Linked DNA regions of Gossypium hirsutum: region 2 is linked to region 1. The links are chromatin contacts, called in public Hi-C maps. All regions are on one chromosome and are shown on one strand. Each heading gives the region's core, a stretch centred on a gene start, on an enhancer-like site or on the middle of the called end of the contact. The rest is flanking DNA. Distances are from core to core; before and after follow the strand shown.

Region 1 (6,055 bases), core at 1,548-4,047:
GCCATGCAGCACCTACTATAAATTTACACATGAATCATTAATGGCTTTACATTATACAACAAAGGTAAACACCACCAATTTTAGGAAACATAAACAAATAAGAAAGCCTAAAATAGCTCTTTTTCCCCCAAAATAAACACTGACCAGTACCTTACTGTAACGTGCATGTGAAACTGAAAATTGAGTTTGGTCTTTTACAACAGGGAATGAAGAATCACCAGCTCCTTCCTTGTTCTAGATGGCACAAAAAGAAAGAAAGAAAAAAGCTTAAAAAACAGCTTGATGCATTGAACATAATGAAATTTGTAAGTTATACCTCCAGAAGTTAAAAAATATAAAAATAAATAAAATCCTTATTTAATTATCAGAAACTTGCCTTTTCATACACGTACATGTTTCCATCAGCATGAGCCACCACAAAAACACCATCACTTCCGGGAACCCATGCAATACCAGTACAGCGACTGCTGGAAATAACAAGAATATATAAGATAGGCAGCTGAGTCAACCAAATTAAAACATCAATTCAGCATAAAGGCCAATTAGAAACAAAAGTCAGTGCCCCTTTCATCATCCTAAGGGGAAGCCTGAGAGAAAAGCAAATTCTATAAGTTGCAGCAGATGACAAGTTGAATATTGCTAGCGGGTTTAACAATCAACCCAATGAGAGACCAAGTCAGTTGCTTTCTTGCTGGCCTTATATTTGGTAGTATTGATACCTTAAAAATATTGAAGGTTAAAGAGAAAACAAATGAAGCCGCTCTGCAGCAAGGTCTCAAGGTGGATAGAAATAAAAATTACGGCAATATTGCCCCATTAAAATAACAAAAACAGATTCAAGAAAATGATATCATAAAGTGGCGTAAGCTTAATATGCATCATTTAAAAGAAATACAAATCTATATAAGATTTCATAGAAATTATCCAGCTCCAAGCCATTGGGTACCACAATTTATCTTTACACCATCATGTACTAGTTTAGCCTCTAAAGCACAAAATTCTACAAATCACATGCAGGAAGACCTAAGACAAAACATTTGAAACTCAAAATTATTAAAAAGTACACTCAAATGGCGAAGAAAGGTAAGGAAATGTATAATGTATGTAGTAATGTAAGTCTTGCCTGTTATTGACAGAACCATCTTTGTTGTAATGCTGCGCCCCAACAAGCTTCTTTCCAACATCCTGTAACTGCTGTCTCAGTGACACAGAGTAAACTACAGTAATACACACAGAACTGATAAATTTGCAGAGTTTAAACCCTTGAGCTAAAATTGCAAATTAGAATAAGCTAAGAAGAATTACCATCACCAGAATTCAACCCAATAAGCAAATCATGGCCATCTTTGGCATTTTGATCAAATGCGTGGCAGATAGGGTTCGAATTACTGAAATTGATAGACTTTATTGGATCCTACATTAAACACCAAGATTCTCAAAATACCACCACAGATGCCTTCTCTTTCATCAAAAACCGTAACAAAAAAAAATGCTAAATTACCTTGTCCTGAGAATTCAAATCACTTATAAAGATAGCATCACCAACGTTAAAGATTAAATAAGTCCCTTTCCCATCAAAATTCATATTAGTGATTGAATTACTAGAACTTGAAGCACCCAATGACCCAATCCTACTAGTACTACTAATACTTTTACTCCCACCATTCCCCCCAGCAAATCCAAGCGTGCGGCTCCCGTTCCCAGCACCTAGCCACCTTGCTGCTGCTGATCTGACCCCACTGCTGGCACTGTAGCTGGACGATGAAGACGTCGGAGTTGATGGAGCTGGCTTCTCCTTCAAATGTGCTAGGGTAACCTGACAGCCGGACTTAATCAATACAATCTCAACAAACGAATAATACATAAGCAAAACGATCAAAATTTGACTTTATAACTAAGGGCATTGATTCAAACTCTTTCAAGCTTGAACTTGTAATCAATAATGCTTAAACACCGATGGTACAAAATGATCTAATAAAATATGTTCTTCAAGTGCTTCTAACAGATGGGTACATGTAAAAAACCCTCTTTTCACTAATAAATTGGAAATGTTCTCATTATCTAATTATAACATTAGTGTATCAAAAACACAAAAAGGAAAACCCACACTAAAATAAAAAGAAATAAAGAAAAAGAAAAGAGAGCAATTTAAAGTGAAATCGGATGATTGGTCTTGATCAAAACCCAAATAAGTAACACAAAAGATAGTCTTCTTTTCAATAATTTAAGAAAAAAATGAAACCCTAGGAATTTGAAGTTACCTGAGTAACAGTTTTGCCATGAGCATAGTGAAGAAGGCTAGAAGGGTGAGTCTTTTCATAGTGAAGCTTATATCGACCTTCTGGGGTTTTAAAATAAGTCTTCAAACCCGGCGATTGAGCGTTTGCCGAGGACGAAGAGGTCGAAATCGTACCGTTGGCCGTGTTGATCATGGTGTCGCTTATCTTACACCCGATAGCATCTGATCATGACACACTAGGGCTTCTTCTACTTCTTCTCAATTTTGAAAATTTCTTATTTCCTAAATCCTAAGACCAAAAGAAAACCCAAAAAGAAAATGAGTCTTTTATGGGTAATTTTCTGTTGTTGAAATGGGGGATGGGGGATCAAAGGAGGAGAAGGGCCCTGTATGGGTGGGAGTTCTGAGAAGAGGTTAGACTTTTCGGGAAGTTTAAGGGAAGTCAATGGAATAGACGGTGGAGGATTCAAGAGAGTGATCTTATTCGGTCTTTGTAGTTATAAACTGAGAGAGGGATTGATGATGAAAATGGGAAAGATTTCCAGGTTTTCTTTATTATAATTTATTTTGTATCGAGTTTGACATGCTCAGATTTTCACCTCCATTTTCTTAACTTTGGGCTTTTTTCTCTACTTACCATTTGGCCCGAATTATGTTCTTTTCTATTTTGTATTTTAAAAAATCTCTTCTTTTCTTTAATTTTGCATTATGTTCTTTTTGGCATAATGACCTTTTTGGTTCTTCAACTTTACAAAAAATTTATTTTAGTCCTCCATTGAATTTTTTACCTATTTCGTATTTTTTTTCAAATCAGCCCAAAAAGGATGGAAAAGTTAATGTCTATTAACTTTGTTGAAGTGGCATACACGTGGATCTCTATATAGATGACATCATCATTTAATTAATTTTTTAAAATTTAAAAAATATTTTTATAAGTTTTTAAACTTATAAAAATATTTTAAAATTTTTAAAAATATTTTTTATAATTTTTTTGAATTTTAAAATTTTAAAAAATTTAATTAAACACTAACGTATCATCCGCGTGCATGCATTGTAAACAAAGTTATAAAAAAGTTAACTTTTTCATTCATTTTGGGGTGATTTGATGAAAAATGTAAGTTTAAGAACTAAAAAGGTGAAAAATTAAATGGAGGGTTAAAATGATTTTTTTGTAAAGTTGGAGGGCCAAATAAATCATTATGTTTTTTTTTGGAACCAAGGTGTCCACCGCTGGTAACAGTGACTAATCCATTTATTGCACGTGCTTTCCAAAAAGGGAAATGACTGACCATAAATTGTGCTCCATTCCATTCTCAAGGATCAAACCTCCAACCTCATGGTCATGGTTAAGGGATGAGATGAGTAACCACTACATGCCTCATGATTAAATTTTATCTCATTTTAACATCTTCATTATCATTTTTGTTTCATTTTATCTTAAGAATTACCAATATTTATTGAAAGGGAAATTATTTTGTATACTACCAGTGGGGTTTTTAGATTGTTGGACAAAACACGTTAGCGAACAAAAATAAACATAAATAAACAACTATTTATATAAAATAAAATAAAATAAATAATTTATATTTAAAATATCCGATATGAAAAATCAATAAATAATATTATAAAAACTAGAAATCAAATTTTACTAGATGTTGATGCCTGTTTTACACAGTTCCCTTAAGATAGATTCGGCCGCTTTTACGGTACTTGGAGAAACGTTGGTTGACTGTGTCCAGGATACAACAACACGATGATCGAAGTAGTAACACCTCTACAGTGATCACGAACAAGCCTTACCTCCTTTATCACAGGAATGTTGGAAAATATTGAGAGAAAAAGTGAAGAATTTTCGAGAGCAAAAATAAACTCAGTTTTTGAGAGTCTGTAAGTGTAAAAAATTCAGAATAATTCTTAGGCCTTTTATAAGCATTCAATATGGAGGAATTTTGGAAATATCCATAAATAAATATACAAAATTTGCATTAAAGGAGAAATTAAATTAATTTGATTAAATTCAAATCAAATTGATTTGAATCAAATAAATCAAGATATGTCTTTTTAAATAAGATTTTGTATATATATTTGCTGAGAAAAATAAATTTCATGTTGGGCTAAAATATCTGCAGGCCTATTTTGGGCCTAACCGGTCCAGACATTTCGCATCGCCTACATCATGTGGGTGCGCCTCAACCTTAATGGGTTTGGATATGCACCCCCTTATGCGCGGGGCATGATTTTAAACTTAGTCATTCAATCACTTTTCAAGTGGGTTCTCATATATAAATACATCTTACATTTGATATTTAACCAATGTGGGATCTAAGCTTTTCTTTTCCTTAACAAATATTCACAAGTAGCTTACTTTAAGCATCAATTTCTTATTCATCACTTAATCATTTTGAGCATATGATATACCGTTGTAAAGGTCTCATAAAGTAGAATATAAAACCATAATTTTATGATTCAACTTCCCACCTTTACCAATCGAGAATATGCCTCAAAGTTTCCAAAAATTACAATTTTTCCAACAATACCCCATATGAATGAAAATTGATAGTTTTAACGGAAAAACATTGACTCGATGTGGTGATAGAATCTACGATCGATAGTTGTATAGAATAGGTAAGCATCCTCCCTTGAACCTTCCCTTGTGAAAGTATATTTACTTTACTAGCTAACTAGTAGATGTGATGTCCTTGAACTGTTTTGTCGTTTGTATAAACGATGATATACCTCAAACAACTACCTTTCTAGTAAGGTTTTAGTTCTCATGGGTGTGTTCATATAGCTGTGAACATCTCCTAGTTCTGAAAGAGTTTGAGAGAACTATGCCCCAATAGTCTCCTCAAAATGACCCCACTTCACTCTCACATAGGTGACTTATGTTGTTCGGCTCACCGAAACACACAATGGTCCTTCAACTTTGGGCTTTTTTCTCTACTTACCATTTGGCCCCGAATTATGTTCTTTTCTTTTTTGTATTTTAAAAAAAATCTCTTTTTCTTTATTATGTTCTTTTTGGCATAATGACCTTTTTGGTTCTTCAACTTTATAAAAAAGTCATTTTAGTCCTCCATTTAAATTTTCACCTATTTTAGCCCTTAAACTTGCATTTTTTGTCAAATCACCCCATAATGGATAGAAAAGTTAATGTCTATTAACTTTGTTGATGTGGCATACACACGGATCTCCACGTAGATGACACATCATCATTTAATTAATTTTTTTTAAATTTAAAAAATATTTTTATAAGTTTTTCCCTAAACCTAAACCCTAAACTTATAAAAATATTTTTTAAATTTTAAAAATAGTTTTTTTTATAATTTTTTTGAATTTTTAAATTTTAAAAAAATTAATTAAACACTAACATATCATCCATGTGTATGCATTGTAAACAAAGTTATAAAAAAAATTAACTTTTTCATTCATTTTGGGGTGGTTTGACGAAAAATGTAAGTTTAAGAGCTAAAAAGGGCGAAAAATTAAATGGAGGGTTAAAATGACTTTTTTTGTAAAGTTGGAGGGCCAAATAAATCATTATGCAATTTTTTTTGTTGAAACCAAGGTGCCCACCACTGGTAACAGTGACTAATCCTTTTACTGCAGGTGCTTTCCAAAAAGATAAACGACTGACCATAAAATATGTTCCATTCTCAAGGATCAAGCCCCCAACCTCGTAGTCATGGTTAAGGGATGGGATTAGCAACCACCACACATCTCATGATTAAATTTTATCTCATTTTAACATCTTAATTATCATTTCTGTTTCATTTTATCTTAAGGATTACCAATATTTATTGAAAGAGAAATTAT
Region 2 (6,504 bases), core at 1,687-4,186, 270 kb after region 1:
CAGGCTCAACACAAGGAAGCACCGAGGTCCATAGCATTGAATGGTGGAGTTTTAGCTCTTCTTTCAACTCAACTTCTCCGCCGCCTCCAACGGCTACTTTAATGAACCCAACGGCTAATATTGTTAAATCAAAGCCACCTTCATTGGCTCCTTCAGATTCTCATTTGAGTAAGTCTTCGTCTTCTTCTTCTTGTCATAACCAGCTTTGTAAGCAAGGTCCAGGGGCTGTTGCAGGGGTGGTAACGGCTGGGGCTTTCGTTTTAGCCTTATTTGCTGGGGCTCTCATATGGGTTTACTCTAAAAAGTTGAAGCATGTGAAGAAATCCGAGTCTTTTCCATCGGAGATTATCAAAATGCCAAAAGAGTTCAGATACAAAGAGCTGAAAGCAGCTACGAGATGCTTCGATGCTAATAGAATTATCGGTCACGGTGCGTTTGGGACTGTCTATAAAGGCATTTTACCGGATAATGGCAACATTGTGGCTGTCAAGAGATGTAGTCATACTAGTCAAGGCAAGAATGAGTTTTTATCTGAATTGTCAATAATTGGGACCCTTAGGCATCGCAATCTTGTAAGATTGCAAGGATGGTGCCATGAGAAAGGTGAAATTTTATTAGTTTATGATTTAATGCCTAATGGGAGTCTGGATAAAGCATTATTTGAAGCCAGAACGCCATTACCATGGGCTCATAGGCAGAAAATTTTGTTAGGAGTTGCCTCTGCTTTGGCCTATTTGCATCAAGAGTGTGATCACCAGGTTATTCATAGAGACGTTAAGACCAGCAACATAATGCTGGATGAAGGGTTCAACGCAAAGCTAGGCGATTTTGGTTTAGCAAGGCAAATTGAGCATGATAAATCGCCTGATGCCACGGTAGCTGCCGGCACAATGGGATATTTGGCTCCCGAATATCTTCAAACTGGGAGAGCAACCGAGAAAACGGATGTGTTTAGCTTTGGAGCTGTGGTTCTAGAGGTGGCTAGTGGAAGAAGACCAATCGAGAGAAATGCCAATGCAGCGGCAAAAGTTGGAGCGAATGGGAATTTGGTGGAATGGGTTTGGAGTTTGCGTAGAGAAGGGAGATTGTTAGCTGCAGCTGATGCCAGGCTGGAAGGTAATTTCAATGAGGGTGAGATGAGGAGGGTCCTCCTGGTGGGGTTAGCATGTTCACACCCTGACCCACTGGCTAGACCCACAATGAGAGGCGTGGTCCAAATGCTGGTGGGGGAAGCCCAGGTCCCAATTGTTCCAAAAGCTAAACCCTCAATGAGTTTCAGCACTTCTCATCTATTGTTGAGCTTGCAGGACACTGTATCTGACTGCAACGATATGATAAACTTCTTCAGTTCCTCGTCAGAAAATAGCCACATTGGTCCGGACCTTGTCTAATAAATAATAAAAGGGCTGAGTTCCCCAATAACATGTAAAAGCACAAGTTTTAGGGAATTGGGGACAAAGAAAAATGGTGGGGGGAGTGATTGAAGGTTGCCTAGTTGATTCCACAAGCAATCCCCATTGTCAAAGGGCAGACATGGGGGTTTGAGTAGACACTTGGTAAAGTACAGTGAAAAATGTTTCATATTTATTATTTTATTTTATTTTTAATTAAGAAACTTTATTGAGTGGCGGTTGGTCATGGATCAAAGCAATGAAGGAAAGAATCATCATTTTTTATAAAATTGTTTAATTGGGTAATAAGGAAAATGAGAAAGCAATTACATGGAGTGGGTTGTTTGGGAGAAAAGTATGTACTAAACTTGATTCTAAACTTATTTCTGATTACTTCCTTTTTAAACACTTTTATTCAGAAGCACGTCTCTTTTTGTATCTCTTTTAAAAGGAGGAAAAAGTCAAAGGTGCCCACAACCAGTTGCTGGATTAAGCATTTCTTAATACTAACTACTACTATTGTCTTGGTTCAAGTCCCTCTCTGACCCCCCCCCCCAATTCTGGTGCTCAAAACTCAGTTTTTAGAGGCAACTTTACCTCAATTTTACAAAAAAAAAAATCATTTTTACCCTACATTTATTTTATTTTTTTAACTCTTAAACTTATGTTTTTTTTTTGAAATCACCCTAAAATGGATAAAAGAAATTAAACGTTTTCTATTTTGCTGACGTGACATACACATAGATTATTATGTGGATGACACATCAGCATTTAATTAATTTTTTAAAATTTAAAAAATTTATTTAAAAAAATATAATTTTTCTAAATTTTTTTAAAAAAAATCAATGGCATATGCCACATTAGCATAATGCACAAACATCAACTTTTCCATAATTTTTGGGTTGCTTTGGCAAAAAAATACAAGCTATGAGAGTTAAAAAAAAGATGGAAAAAATTGAAAACTAAAATAATGATGAGATATTTTGATGTAAAAGTAATAATTTATAAATGACTAGAATAATTGAAACAGTATGATGAACTTAATTAAATAATAATAATTATAATTATAATATAATATTGTAAACATCTTTTTATTTGTAACGGGTACTCTGCCATGATACATAGGTTCTACTATAACCTAAAAACAATAAAAGTAAAAGTAACCCTCCAAGTCCCATAAAACTCACTGGATTTTACCCAATCCACTGGGCCGTGTTACTATCTGGGTTCAAAGTCCAATTATCAGTTGGATCCATTCAACTGCCAAATGGATATCCGAATTCGTTTGATTACCAGAAACCGGTTTTTGTTTTTGTTATTTTGGTTCCCAACTTGTGTTAGTGAGGAGCTCCAACCTTGAGTTCGCACTTGTGTCACGGGCCGCAGTTCAAAGCCCGTGACCAGCGCACCAAATGCATCCAATGGAGGTCTGTTGCTCAGATGGGGATCATTTGGCCTACGAGAACTGGCCCGATTCAAAGAGCTGTTGGACAGGCCTGTCACATTGAAGCCTGATGGGCCCGATAATGAAGATAGGACTATGTAGTCTTGGAAGTTCTAATTGTACACAGCTTCTAATTCTGTAAACTTAGAGTCCTAATTGAATACAGCTTTTAATTGTAGCCATCGATTTTGGGGGAGCTCAACTATAAATAGAGAGCCTCCCCTCATTTGTACTAACTCCTGAATTTTACTCAAACTTTTCTCTCAAGCGTTCTTGCTTTTGTTCATCTTTCAAAGATCGTTCTTAATTCGTTCTTCCACTGTTCTTCGTGGAAACTTTAAGGGAATTCTGTTGAATCCTTTATTGTTGCGAGTTGAGCTGACTTAGGCGTTTTTACGGTTGAATCCTTTATCGGTGGAAGTTAGGCTGACTTAGGCGTTTTTAAGCCAAAAAACTGCCTAAGGCCGCACGGATGTGTGGGAAAACTCCAAGTCCGTGACACTTGGACTTGGCAGTCATGTCAGACGAGTTCGAGTTCGCCGATAAGGTCCCTCCCTCCTTTGATCGCTTGGTTTTGCTCCCCTTAATTTCAATGGCTTTTCACTGAGATGAGATCCGTGCTAAATCAGTTCAAATTTAGAGATCTGGTTTTGTTTCCTTTGCTTATTACTTGTTACAGTTCCGATCTAGTGCAGTGGTGCTTTTTCAAATTAATTCCCATTTTTTTAGACTTTTTCTTGCTCTTTCTCATGCTTAATTAAGATATTGTTACTTGTTTATTTTTGCATGCAAACTTATCAAACTATCCTGTTTTTTTTTCTTCTTCTTCTCGATATTTTGATTGAAATAAAGCTGCAACATCGTGGAAACTATTAACACTATCTTTATGTGGGATTTGATCAGTCAATTTGGGTTGGGTTCTTTTTGTTCATCCATACCTCTCCACAATTCTGACTGAAAAAACATAAAAGAACAGTGAAAGATGAAAGCTTTAGTTGACTGCCTGAAAATTCTTCATTCAGTTTGCGATACATCCGATAATTTCGTCAACAATCTACTTAAAACACAGACATAGGTATTTGAATTATCAGTATCCATGGATAAATTTCTGGGGTCTCAATGTAAGTGTGATCTCTTAAAATCTTGATGATAGATGTATATGTTTTGCAGAAATGTTTGTATGCACGTATACTTCATAGAATCTTTCATGTAGCAAGGATCTTTTGTAGTAGGGCTAAGTTTTCCTGTTTGCTCTCTATGGTATTTTGAAAAGATTAACAGGCTGAAGACAAGTATTGAGCAGCTAGTTGTCTTTATGTGCAAAATTACATGCGTGATGACTTTAGTTTCTGCTAATGCAATAGGGAAACAAGATTATTTATCAAACTGAGGCCAAAGGATTCAATCCTGGCTTGATAGTGCTGCTGGTTGTTGGGGGGCTACTGCTAACATTCCTTGTTGGGAACTATGTACTTTACTCGTATGCACAGAAGACTCTTCCACCTAGAAAAAAGAAGCCAACATCAAAGAAGAAGATGAAGAAAGAGAGGCTGAAGCAAGGAGTTTCTGCACCAGGAGAATAACAATTTTCTTCCTGTTTAGTTTCCAGAGAGTTGTCTTGGTTGAGCAAACATCTTAATCTCATATTTGGTAGACTAGGAGGTAAAATACTGATTTTCTGTTTCATTAATTGCAGTTTATCTGTCTCATATCTATTGCCCTCTACTCTTTATTTCCTTTTCATTTTCCATATGAACTATTCGTAGGAACAAATCACCCCAAACAATGTCTACTTGTGTGTTCTTATACCTATACATGTTCGAACTAAGATTTAATCCTTTTATATATATATATATATATATATAAGAAAAACCTGAAAACAATATATTAAGTATACTCGCATTAGATGATTAACATGGATTCTATAAGTTAAATTCAACCCTATGAATCCAACATGAGTTTATTCAAGAACTAGGAGATATGAAAAAGAGACAGAAAAAAAGTATTAACTGTGAATTGTGAAAGCACCAATTTCTTTTAAGAAAAAGAAATAGAAAAGAAGTGTAATATTTACTATATTATACACATAAAATACTTAAAAACCATATGTCCATCAATATGTTATTGTGCTTGACCACAACAAGCAATCAAACTTCAGTGGGTAGAGTTTGAACAACATAGATAACCTTCAACACAATTTTATCGCATGACATCACGCTGACAAAAACATGGACAAGGCGGCAACAAGCTATTCGAATTCAGGACATGACCAGCATGAACTCAGTCACCACGGCCCATGGTCTGCTCGCCAGGAGGGATCATGACCAGCACAGGCTGAGCATTGAACCCTGGGTGAGGCAACCTTCGACGAAGCTCACGGCCTTCCTGGCAAAGAGCACATGCATGGCAGAAAACATGTGTTGCAAAGTCACAGGCGGACTCGCACTGTTCACGTTGCACTTCATCTTCCAAACAGCATCCACCTGACCTGTTAAGTGCCTCACAGGTACCCTGTTTTTTGCAAAGAAAACCACAACAAATAAATCTTTGCGATTGAAAGCTCTTCCATAGTTGATTCTATGCATAACAAAAACACAAATTAACTCTAGAGATCAACAAACTCAGTAGTCCATTGTAGGTCAACAATGCGTATGAAAATGAGGATAAACTAGAACATTGGACTTCCCCAGCAAAAACATCACAGAATGTCAGAAATTTCTGAAAACCAAATCAAACAAGGATAAACGAAAAACCGAAACCCAAAGTAACCCATACTATATGCTTAATGAGCTGGTTAAAAAATGGTCTCAATAAGATTCACTTGCCTCCAGATTAAACTTGCGCCGAATTGCAGTTCGGGTAGGGTATGAAAACCATGGAGCAAGACAATTCCAGCCAAAAAAGGAATTTCCAATCAGGTAAAGACCAGAATAAGGCAAGCAATGATTTGCAAAGGTCCCAGGTGCAGATCCAAGTCTTTCAACATTGCTTCCGTACAGCACACAAGGGGCCACGCTTCCTAGTAGACCTGACCAAAATATCATAATTCCAAATCAAGAACATTTTATTCTACATTCTTTTAGAAACAAATGACCATGAAAATGTGCTAACTTCCAAGCTTCGTACATGTTATTCGAATTACATGAAGTTTTTTGTGTGATACAAATATTATGGTGTTTGAAGAATGATATGATCATATTTATGTACCTAAAAAGATATATATGTCAGACTTGAATATTAAAAAACAGTAGTCAGATTAACAAATCTTATGAGATTGTATAAAAAGATAACATTAACCAGAAATTAATTGATCATGGATTTAAAAACAATGAACAACATTACAATTCCTACCCATCCTTTTAATCGTTGCAACCCAATTCATGCATAATCATAAATGGCCGTTTGATTTTCCTTTCCTTTTCTTCTTTTTCCCCTCTAATTCCAAAGGTGGATTTATTCAGAAAAAAGAAAAGACAATGAAAGCAGAATTAAAGCTTTAAGTTCAGCCTAGCAATTATGATTTGGCTTCTAAATGCAGGAAAATTCCAAATTGAACAGATCGAATTAGGAATTTCTCAAATAAAACTATATAAAAACTTACAAACTTCAACGTCACTGCTGCAAAACTCATCGTTACGGCCAAGACAAGCGAGGAGGGAGGAATCCCAC

The links. Hi-C and Micro-C count contacts between places; a contact is called where the count stands out from the background.
Region 2: a Hi-C map of leaf shows a contact between it and region 1, with 2.6 times the contacts expected there. The contact joins the promoter of LOC107899665 here to the promoter of LOC107899651 in region 1. A contact is called at or near these places in 3 of 34 Hi-C or Micro-C datasets (all in leaf).

Annotation. Positions count from the first base shown.
Region 1 is chrD04:42,657,904-42,663,958 of Gossypium_hirsutum_v2.1, forward strand. LOC107899651 (dystrophia myotonica WD repeat-containing protein) reads right to left here and starts at 2,798. Exons shown (of 11, transcript XM_016825417.2): 1 at 2,262-2,798; 2 at 1,502-1,816; 3 at 1,306-1,414; 4 at 1,124-1,217; 5 at 377-464; 6 at 151-234. The coding sequence starts at 2,432.
Region 2 is chrD04:42,931,469-42,937,972 of Gossypium_hirsutum_v2.1, forward strand. LOC107899665 (DNA-binding protein S1FA) reads left to right here and starts at 2,937. Exons shown (of 2, transcript XM_016825433.2): 1 at 2,937-3,382; 2 at 4,200-4,548. The coding sequence starts at 3,353. The coding sequence ends at 4,418. It overlaps LOC107899663 (L-type lectin-domain containing receptor kinase VIII.1), which reads left to right. Exons shown (of 1, transcript XM_016825431.2): 1 at 1-1,681. The coding sequence ends at 1,391. LOC107899664 (cell number regulator 8) reads right to left here. Exons shown (of 3, transcript XM_016825432.2): 1 at 6,437-6,504; 2 at 5,661-5,863; 3 at 4,887-5,346. The coding sequence ends at 5,116.